Linked DNA regions of Mus musculus: region 2 is linked to region 1. The links are chromatin contacts, called in public Hi-C maps. All regions are on one chromosome and are shown on one strand. Each heading gives the region's core, a stretch centred on a gene start, on an enhancer-like site or on the middle of the called end of the contact. The rest is flanking DNA. Distances are from core to core; before and after follow the strand shown. Region 1 overlaps Lcmt1 (leucine carboxyl methyltransferase 1). Region 2 holds the start of Zkscan2 (zinc finger with KRAB and SCAN domains 2).

What was found. Hi-C and Micro-C count contacts between places; a contact is called where the count stands out from the background.
Region 2: a contact with region 1 is called in a Hi-C map of uterus, with 5 times the contacts expected there. The contact joins the promoter of Zkscan2 here to the enhancer-like site in region 1. A contact is called at or near these places in 2 of 39 promoter capture datasets (both in liver), 4 of 484 Hi-C or Micro-C datasets (the G1E-ER4 cell line, liver, rod photoreceptor and 1 more) and 2 of 9 other capture datasets (adipose tissue and macrophages).

What each region holds. Positions count from the first base shown.
Region 1 is chr7:123,394,937-123,399,446 of GRCm38.p6, reverse strand. The region is part of intron 1 of Lcmt1 (leucine carboxyl methyltransferase 1); the gene reads right to left. Among named protein-coding and RNA genes, the nearest start is that of Lcmt1, 19 kb to the right of the region's middle. Within about 2 kb of position 1,851, at least 43 of the 459 cell types and tissues checked have an H3K27ac peak or open chromatin away from gene starts, as enhancers often do. A contact at or near this core is called in macrophages and uterus, where this site is marked.
Region 2 is chr7:123,497,915-123,502,424 of GRCm38.p6, reverse strand. Zkscan2 (zinc finger with KRAB and SCAN domains 2) reads left to right here and starts at 1,799. Exons shown (of 7, transcript NM_001081329.2): 1 at 1,799-2,856; 2 at 3,653-3,839. The coding sequence starts at 2,458.

The sequences.
Region 1 (4,510 bases), core at 602-3,101:
ATGTAGTGAAATCCTGTACCCAAAAGCCAAACATAAAACAAAGCAAAACAGCTCAGCGGAACCATTCTTACCTAAGGCACTACATTCAATCCCAATACCACAAAATAAATAAAAACAAACAAACAAAAAATTATAACAGTATAGTTTTCAATGATATGTGACTTGCTACTATCAAATTTAATTTGAACAGTGTGCAAATCTTCATTTTTTTAAATATAAAAAAAAAAGAGCTCAAAATAGAAAATACCATGTATTACAAATAGGAAGCATGAAGAAGTTTGGGAATGTGTGTTAAGAGTCCTCGCTGTAGAGATCTGAGTTTTCAGGAAATCGTGCAGTGCCATCTAGTGGCAAAGGCGTATCTTCAGCTGAAGAACAGTTCTTTCCAATCAATCCTTAGAGGGAAGGGGGAGGGCGTGTTCTCAACAGAGTGGCTAAACTCAGGTCCTCACCATTTGACAGGCGCCAGCTCACTGGGGCTTTTTCATCCCCAGTAGGGAGGAAGGAAAAGAAGACTACTTGAAGGAAGATGAGCATCGGAATCTGGGGTTCACAGCCATCCACTTGGGATTAACTAAGCAAACTGGTGCACCAACACAAAGAATGCCAACCGGTCTCCAAGGCCCAGAACCCATGACTTGGGGTAGGTCCTTTTAAAGAAGAAAACAAAATGCCACTCTACTCTCTGAAGTTTCTTTCATCTGACTTGGACCAGAAGGCATCAAACAACAGTTTCAAACAGCAATTCAGGTCTACGTTCTATAGCCCTGGGTGTGTGGGGTTGGGAGGGCAACTGCCCAGCCTTGCCAACAAACGCCTACTGTATCTAACTGCACAGGTGATAGCAACCCTTACTGACAGACTCCATGACACTCACAAAGGATAAACGGTATCTGATGCCACAGGAGAAAAATACGTGTCACAGAATTGAACGGTTGCCTTCCTCACTAGAGACACTTAAGCCTGACTATCGGGTAAACCTAAAAGGCAAGGAGTCACCCAGGAGAAATACCAGAAGCCCATTCATTACAAAGCACTTATATTATCACAAAATAAAGAACTCTCAAAAAGTAGGAAGAAATTCCTAGAGGTAAAAATGGATGAAAACACATATTTGGGGGACAATTCACAAAAGAAATAAAAACTAACTAATAAACATAAAAGCTCAGCCTTAACAATTCTTAAAGGCAAAAGAAGAGCTCAAATAAAGCACCATTTTTCTTTTCAAACTGGCACCAAATCTATTTCTGAGCAGAGCTTGGATTTGGAGGACGAGGAAGCAGCCAGCGCTCAAGCATGGCTGCCAGGTGGTGGCAGGCACACCAGTGCCACAGGTGCGGCGCCAACAGGAATATAAAGCATGGGATACGTGCATATGCGAGGAGCTGACAATCCCACTTCATCCTAATAACCAAGAACGGGCACAAAGACAATTCCATGTGCAAGATGTCCCAACTTTGTTAGGAACTAATCCACAGGTACCCAAGATGCCCCACTAGATACCAATCGCTTGAAATGGTATTAGCAGCAGTTAATACCACCACACCACCCATGATGCTAAGCACCAACTCTGCTTGCTGGTTCTTCTCTCTCTCTCTCTCTCTCTGTGTGTGTGTGTGTGTGTGTGTGTGTGTATGTACGTAACACATAGATTTGTGTGTGTGTGTGTGTGTGTGTGTGTGTGTGTGTGTACATAACACATAGATTTGACTGCAAAGACCGTTCTCAGTACCAAGCTTCCAGCCTGGGTGTGAACTGCTTGTGGTCTCCAAAGCCTCTTACTACCTCCAATTGTAATTTTATTGCCGCCCTTTCACGTCTTTCAGTTTCCCTTTTACTGTCCATGGCCTGAGCGTTTCTTCTTGCTTTATGAATGGAAAGCAGAAGCAGCTTCTTCCGGGTCACAGGCTGCCCCTAACTAAGCATTTACTGAGGTCTGAGTGGATCTGCTGACCTAACTTGTTGAAGCATGCAAGAAACGACACACCTCAGGAGTCCCACCCCAAATGTGGGAGACGCCACGCCTCTGGCTGGGGGCCTGGACAGAATTAGAGGAGGGAAAGGAAGAGCTATGTGAGCACCTGTGTTCCCCTCTCTGCTTCCTGGTCTGCCAGGGCCAGAGCATTTCTCCTCCACCACAGGCTCCTGCCACCAGGATGTTTCTGCTCAGGCTTCTGGAGCAAAGAAACAATGGACTGAATGGATCCTCCTAACACTAGGAGCCAGAAGAGATCTTTTCTCCCTTAAGTTATCTACAGTAGGCAATCTGGCCACAGCAATGGAAAAGGAGTCCATGCACTGTTGAAAGCAGTCACTGAACACTGAGAAATGGTTCCAACACTCACAGCAGGGAGCAGTCACTGAACACTGAGAAACGGTACCAACACTCACAGCAGGGTGCAACGGCAAGAGCTCACCCAGAAAGGTCCCTTGGTCCAATGTCTCCAACTTACCAAACCATGAGTCAGTACTCATGGACGCCATGACGGTCTATCTCCATTGTCAATTTGATCGGATCAACACTGAAGCAACTCTCTCTGTAAGGGAGTTTCTAGCCTGGGTTAACTGATGTGTAGGCAGCACAATTCTGTGGCTGGAATTTTAAACTGGATAAAGAGCACCAGTGTCCATCTCTCTGCTGCCCGCCTGGCTCCCGTCTGATGGCCTCATCTCCCTCTATGCCACTGTTCACTGCACTTTTACAGGAAGCTTTATAACTAAGGTTAGTGTGAAGTACCAATTTTGACCTTTTCAAAACACTTTGAATCTTTTTTTCCCAGATCCTTTATATTTCCATATATATTTCAGAATAAGCCTGTTATTTCTTAAAAAAAAGAAAAAAGAAAAAAGATGGACTGAATTTAGACCAGAGTGAAATGACTCTATATATCAACTTGAATAGAACAGAAATCCATTTTTTGTTTTATCCTGTTTCTGAGGCAGGGACCCACTATAAACTCACTATATAGCTATAAATGGCCTTTTAAACTCTTAATCCTTCTGCCTCCGCTTCAGACATGCTGTGATTACAGGTGTGCACAACCCCATACTTGGCTCAGATGTCTTAGCAATGCCCTACCACCTGTTGTGTCTGGCCAGTAGATCACAACATGGGTTTTAGCCTGGAAAGGCATTTTGGAAACCTGGAAGAGAAGAGGGGCTGGGCTGCGCGAGATAAGGAAGGAACCAAGACAAAGCTCTCTGCTCAAGGTTCAATTTTTACTATTTCGGCATTCAGTTATAAAGGAAGGGGGAGGGGCCCAATTCCCGCCAAATAATCTTGGGATCCAGTAGCAGGGTGATCACGTGATGGCTTCGGAACAGCAAAGCAGCAGGTTCTAGCAGTAGGCGTGACAGAAAGATTGAGCGGGAAGCTCCATCCCTGAGCAAGCAGGTTTCAGGCTGGGGGAGGGGAGATTACAACCACCAATGTGAGAAAGTACATCTCCAATTAAACCTTTAATCTCAAGAAGCAAAGCAGGTTTCTGTGTGGAGAGGTTTCATATCTCTCATTAGATTTATTCCTATCATGAATAGTTTATCTTTTGCCCTATCACAAATGATATTCCAGTGTTTTATTTTCCTGCATGTAGATATATGCACACAGAACATGTTTGCCTAACAAAAGATTCTACCTAGGGGCTCAGAGGTTAAAAGCATTGACTGCTCTTCTGAAGGTCCTGAGTTCAAATCCCAGCAAGCACATGGTGGTTCACAACCATCTGTAATGGGATGCCCTCTTCTGGTACGTCTGAAGACAGCTACAGTGTAGCTATTTATAATAATAAATAAAATCTTTGGGCCAGAGCGAGCAGGGCAGGAGCAATCAGGGTTGACCGGAGCAAGTGGGGCCCGACCAAAGGGAGCAGAGGTCCTAAATTCAATTCCCAGCAACCACATGATGGCTCACAACCACCTGTACAGCTACAGTGTACTCATATATATAAAATAAATCAATAAACCTTAAAAAAAGATTCTACCTAGAATCTTTAATGAGTTCCAACAAATGAACATCAATAAAAACAGGCAAAAGATTTTAACACAGAAGGCAAAAGACCAAGAAACAGCAATGAATGCATGAAAACGTGTTTGATTGCCATTAGTCACCAGCGGAATGCTATTTAAAACCATAACAAGATGCATTTCACATACAGTGGCAATGCCACATGCGACTGGAGTTCTGCTGCATCACTGGAGGGACTTGTAAACACACAAACCAGGAGGGACCTAGTGTGCCTGCTGAAGACGAACCCACCTATGACTGGGTTTGACAACTGTAACAAATTGGTAACTAACTCTTAAGTCACCTATAATGCATCAGTGTGGCATGAAGAAGAGAAATAAAACAACTTCCCCTTGGAGTCATTTAATTGAGTCCAGGTTCGAATTCCCTACTTTGTACTCCCTGTGTCTTCTGCCCTGTCTGTCTGTGGCATGAGTTTAAATCTGTGCCTGCCTGAAAGCTGTCTTGTAAATCCATCCGTGTATCTGTGTGTTCTACATGTAACTG
Region 2 (4,510 bases), core at 550-3,049, 100 kb before region 1:
AAGTGTGATTATACCACTGCTAGCCAGCCTCCTTTAATTAGCCTGATCTGGTAAGTCTTGATCCATTTTCCCAGTCTAGCAGCAAGAGACTAGACTAATGGCTGCACCTACAAGGAGAAATAGAACCTACCATTCCCTAGTGAGTCTTAAGAAAATTACCACTCTCTGATGTCTCCAGCTTGCATTTATTGACCTGTGTGTGGATTCACTTCTCTGCTGACAAATGTGCTCTTCTGCTCTCAAGACACAAACACTGGTGCTCAAGTAAACATAATAGTTAACTAGCAACCTTTTTAAGACAGGGCCTCGTGTGCCCAGGTTGGCCTCAAAACTTGCTTTGTAGTGAAGAACAACCCTGAACTCTTGATCCTGCTGCCTCCACCACCTCCAAAGTTCTAGGATTACAAGCATGTGCCATCACACCCAGCTCCTTCTTATCTTATACTCTCCTTCACACAGTTCATGGTAAATCTCCCTAAGTCCAACAAGCCTTCAAGTTTGTGACCTTGAGCTGCTGAGATGTGCACCTGGCTTAATACCAACAAGAGGGCCATGTACATAAAAGACCCTATTCTCATCCCATGACTCCCCATCACCTTTAGCGCTTGCACCACCCTTACTGAGGTCTCAGCGCCCTAAACTCTAAAATAGAGACAACCTCATCCTCTCTATGGGATTCTTGTGAAGGCCAGTCTTTGCTCAATCCCCACTAGAGGTCTGTCTTTTGGATCTCATCCTTAGTACTACTTCTTCCAAGAAATTCACCCAGACCTCTTACCTAAACCAAATCTTGAATGTGTTTCTCTTCTTGGAAGGATTCACCCCAGGTATACAGAACTTTATTTGTAACTACTAATGATAGGAGATCTTGTTTTGCTTATCACCTACCACCATGTCTGGTAAGAAACCAGTACTCAATAATACTATCTTTAAATGCAATTAAAACAGGCTGTGTATTGGCTCCATCTCTCCCGTGGCAGATACTAACTAGATGCACCCGCGGATTATTCCGTTCTGACCTTCCTTCAGTTTATGCCGTGCCATTTATCCTTATGGTATTCTCTATGCCGCTTCGATGCTAGAACTAGCCAAATCATGGCAAAACCTTTGAGAAATAAGTCATTGGTCTGTTTTCTAATAAGCTACCTGCCTCTGAGAATAAGAGTTGTGCTGCCCACTAACGATGCCAAGAGCCTAAAACATTGTCACAAAGTAGGCACTTACAGGACAGACATTTATGAGCCAGCAGGCTCTGAGACATCTAGCTATGAAGTTTTGCAGCAGTAGGGGAATCTAGGCCCGGTCCTATTAGGTCCCAGATAGCCCGTTGGCTACTCAGACCTCAGAGCCTTGGGTAATTAAGAGATTCCCCAAAATGAAAATAAGCCTTCTCCTGACCATACATTTGAACAGAGCTAGCCACACATCCTTCCTCAGGAGTCCTGGCTCCAACCAAGGCTCCCAGACAGTAGCAATCCATGCACAGCCAGATGCTGACTGTAATCCCTCCGCCAGTTGTCACAAAGAAGTCCCTCCACCCGCAACCCCAACACACACGCGCGCACCCCTTCCACTAAAGAAATTACTCCAGCCTCCCGCAACGTCTGCCTGGCCTGAGGCAGGACGCTAGCTCGCGTCCTGCTTCACAATCTCTGGAGGAATAGGATCAGACCTCAGCGTGTCCCTCCGCCCAGAATTTCCCTTCACCCTCATTCCTAAAGTCCCTCGGCGGCAAGTCGCGGTGCTGCGCGCTCTCGCGAGATTCCTCCACGCATGCCTTCCCGCCCCCCTCCTTGCCCGCGAGGAAGCCTCGCACGGACCCCGGTCGCGAGCGGCGCATGCGTGGCCGCGGCTCCCAGCGCCCCCCGCGCTCTGCGCTGGCGGAGCTGACAGGGCAGCGCGCCAGCCGTTCGCCGCCCCCCGCGAGGCCTAGCCTCATCCCGCAGCTTCTTCCCCTCTGGCCGAGGTTCTCGGCATCCTCGTGCGGAGGAACCCCGAGCGCTGCAGGCGCCGCTGCGAGTCCGGACATTCCTGCGCTCGCGCCCCTGGTGGGCACCTGCAGCGGCCTGGACCTGGACCAGGACCCCAGGGCTGGCCGCGCCTCGCGGACACACCCCCTCCCGATCGGCGCCTCCGCCCAGCATCAGTCCCCTGGGTCCCCTTCCAGCCTAGCTTCTAACCTAAGGTCTTTCCGACCTTGCACCTTAAAGAACCTCATGGGAGGGGGCGCATCTTGATTGGATAAGAGGCCGGGTTTGCAGACTTTGGGGTGGGTGCACATTCACCCTTTCAAGAGCCTTGTACAAATTTGATTAATCAGCCTGGAGTTCCTTGTCCCAGCTAACTGCTGTCTTTTATGTCTCTACGGTCCCATATTTCCAAGGGCATTAAGTGGAGGGCACTCGGAAGCTTCTCTGGGCCCTGACTTGGAGCTAGACCTGTTGGCCCCATTGGATCATGGCTACTGTCATGAACCCTCAGATCGACGTGGAAGTTGAGGAGTGCCTCATAATGAAAGTGGAAAAGGACTCCGAGTGGGTATCGGAGCCCATTCTGGAAAGATCAGGCAGCACTGAATGTGAGTCCTTCCGTAAATGCTTCAGGCAGTTCTGTTATGAGGATGTGACAGGACCCCATGAAGCTTTCAGTAAACTCTGGGAACTCTGCTGTCGGTGGCTGAAGCCAGAAATGCGTTCCAAGGAACAGATCCTCGAGCAGCTGGTAATCGAACAGTTTCTCACCATTCTGCCTGAGAAGATTCAGACCTGGGCGCAGAAGCAATGTCCAGAAAGCGGAGAGGAGGCGGTGGCCCTAGTAGTGCATTTGGAGAAAGAGACCAGAAGACTTCGAAAGCAGGTGAGCGAGGATTTTAAAGGGATGTGGTGGGAAAGGCAGGTGGGCAGGGCTACATTTCTGGAAGAAGAGCTCATTATAGAAATAAATGGGACTTTTAAAAGATCCGGAAACCAAATTCCCCAAAAAGCAGATTTGAAATTCATACTAAATGGAGGAGAGAATTTTGGTTGAACTATGATCTTGCAAATTAAACTAAAAGTATGGTTTGTTTGTTCTAATCCTCAGTATAATGTTTCTACCAAAACGATAGAGACAGTATTAAATAGCTAATGCCTCACAGGGTTTGGTGGGAGAGGGAGATCTCATGGATCTCCAGAGCCCTCCCTAACCCTTACCATTCCAGCAGGTGTCCTGTGAAATACTCTCTGTGCCGTGCTCCTCCGCGCTCATCCAGTTTAACGGCCAGATCATCATTTTTCTATGTCCCTGCTTGCCGGTCTGTAGTTATTCTCAGCGCCCTCTTGTTAACCGTGTGAAGTCCTCAGTGTCTGACAGGTTTACAGTCTCACCTTGCACAGGGTGTGCTCAGGAGTTGATTTTGTGATTCTTCACTTCACTAGTGTTCTGATTAGTTCTCTGTGCACCTGATATATAAGAGGACTTTGTAGTAATGACCCCTCAAAAAAATACACAAATAAAGAGCGCTCTCCTTTTCCCATATTCCCAAATGACTGTGAGCCCGCTTCCGTCCGTGGAGATCCTCTCCCCCCTCAGTTCTCCTGCCCTTTAACGTCTCTGTTGGGACTGCAATTCCTTTCCTCCGATTTTCTTTGTTGATGTTGACTTTGTTTTGCAGGTCAGTAGCCCTCTGCCTTCAGAGAAGCAAGCCCCACCTAGAACTGTGTGGGAAGTAGCTGACTTTGAGCCAGAGCAACTGGAGACCCAGCACAGGGTTGTTTCTCTGGAGGAAGCTGGAAGCCTCCACTCAGGACACCAAGAACAGCTGAACCAAAAAAGGGAACATAGGCCATTACCTAAGAATGGTAAGGACTCAGAGTACACCAGGTCAGAGACCGTGTAGTTTATACTGTATCCCTAACACTATGGCTCACTCAGTAGAGGTCCCTTCAATATCCATTTGACAAGTAAATTGAATATTTGAAGTAAATTTTTCATCTATTTCAAGAATCAGAATTATTTACTACCAAAATAAAATGGGATCATAAAGATGGAAATTATGCAAACTTAGATTGTCCAGGGAAACCTTGAATCTTATTGTTATTTTAAAATGCCCATTCAATGTTCAGTTTGTGTCTTTAGTTATGCTATATGTATGTGTGCTCTTGAAAAACTATTAAGAAATGGAAACGGGGCATTTTTATTCCAAAACTTGACTCATAAGAACAGGCATCCCAGCATGATGTATGAGAGGGATAAAAGGTGAGACTCCCAAACAAGGGACAGTGTGCTGTTGTGAATAGGTGTGGTGCCCACAGACTCATGTGTTTGAATGCTTGGCCCATAGGGAGTGGCACTGTTAGGAGGTGTGGTCTTGCTGGAGGAAGTGTGCCACTGTGGGGGGCAGGCTTTGAGGTTTCCTATGCTTAAGCTACTCTCAGTGTGGCACACAGTCTCCTCACTGCCCGCAGATCAGATATAGAACTCTCTTCTCCAGCATCATGTCTGCCTGCACGCTGCCATTCTTGGTTCCATG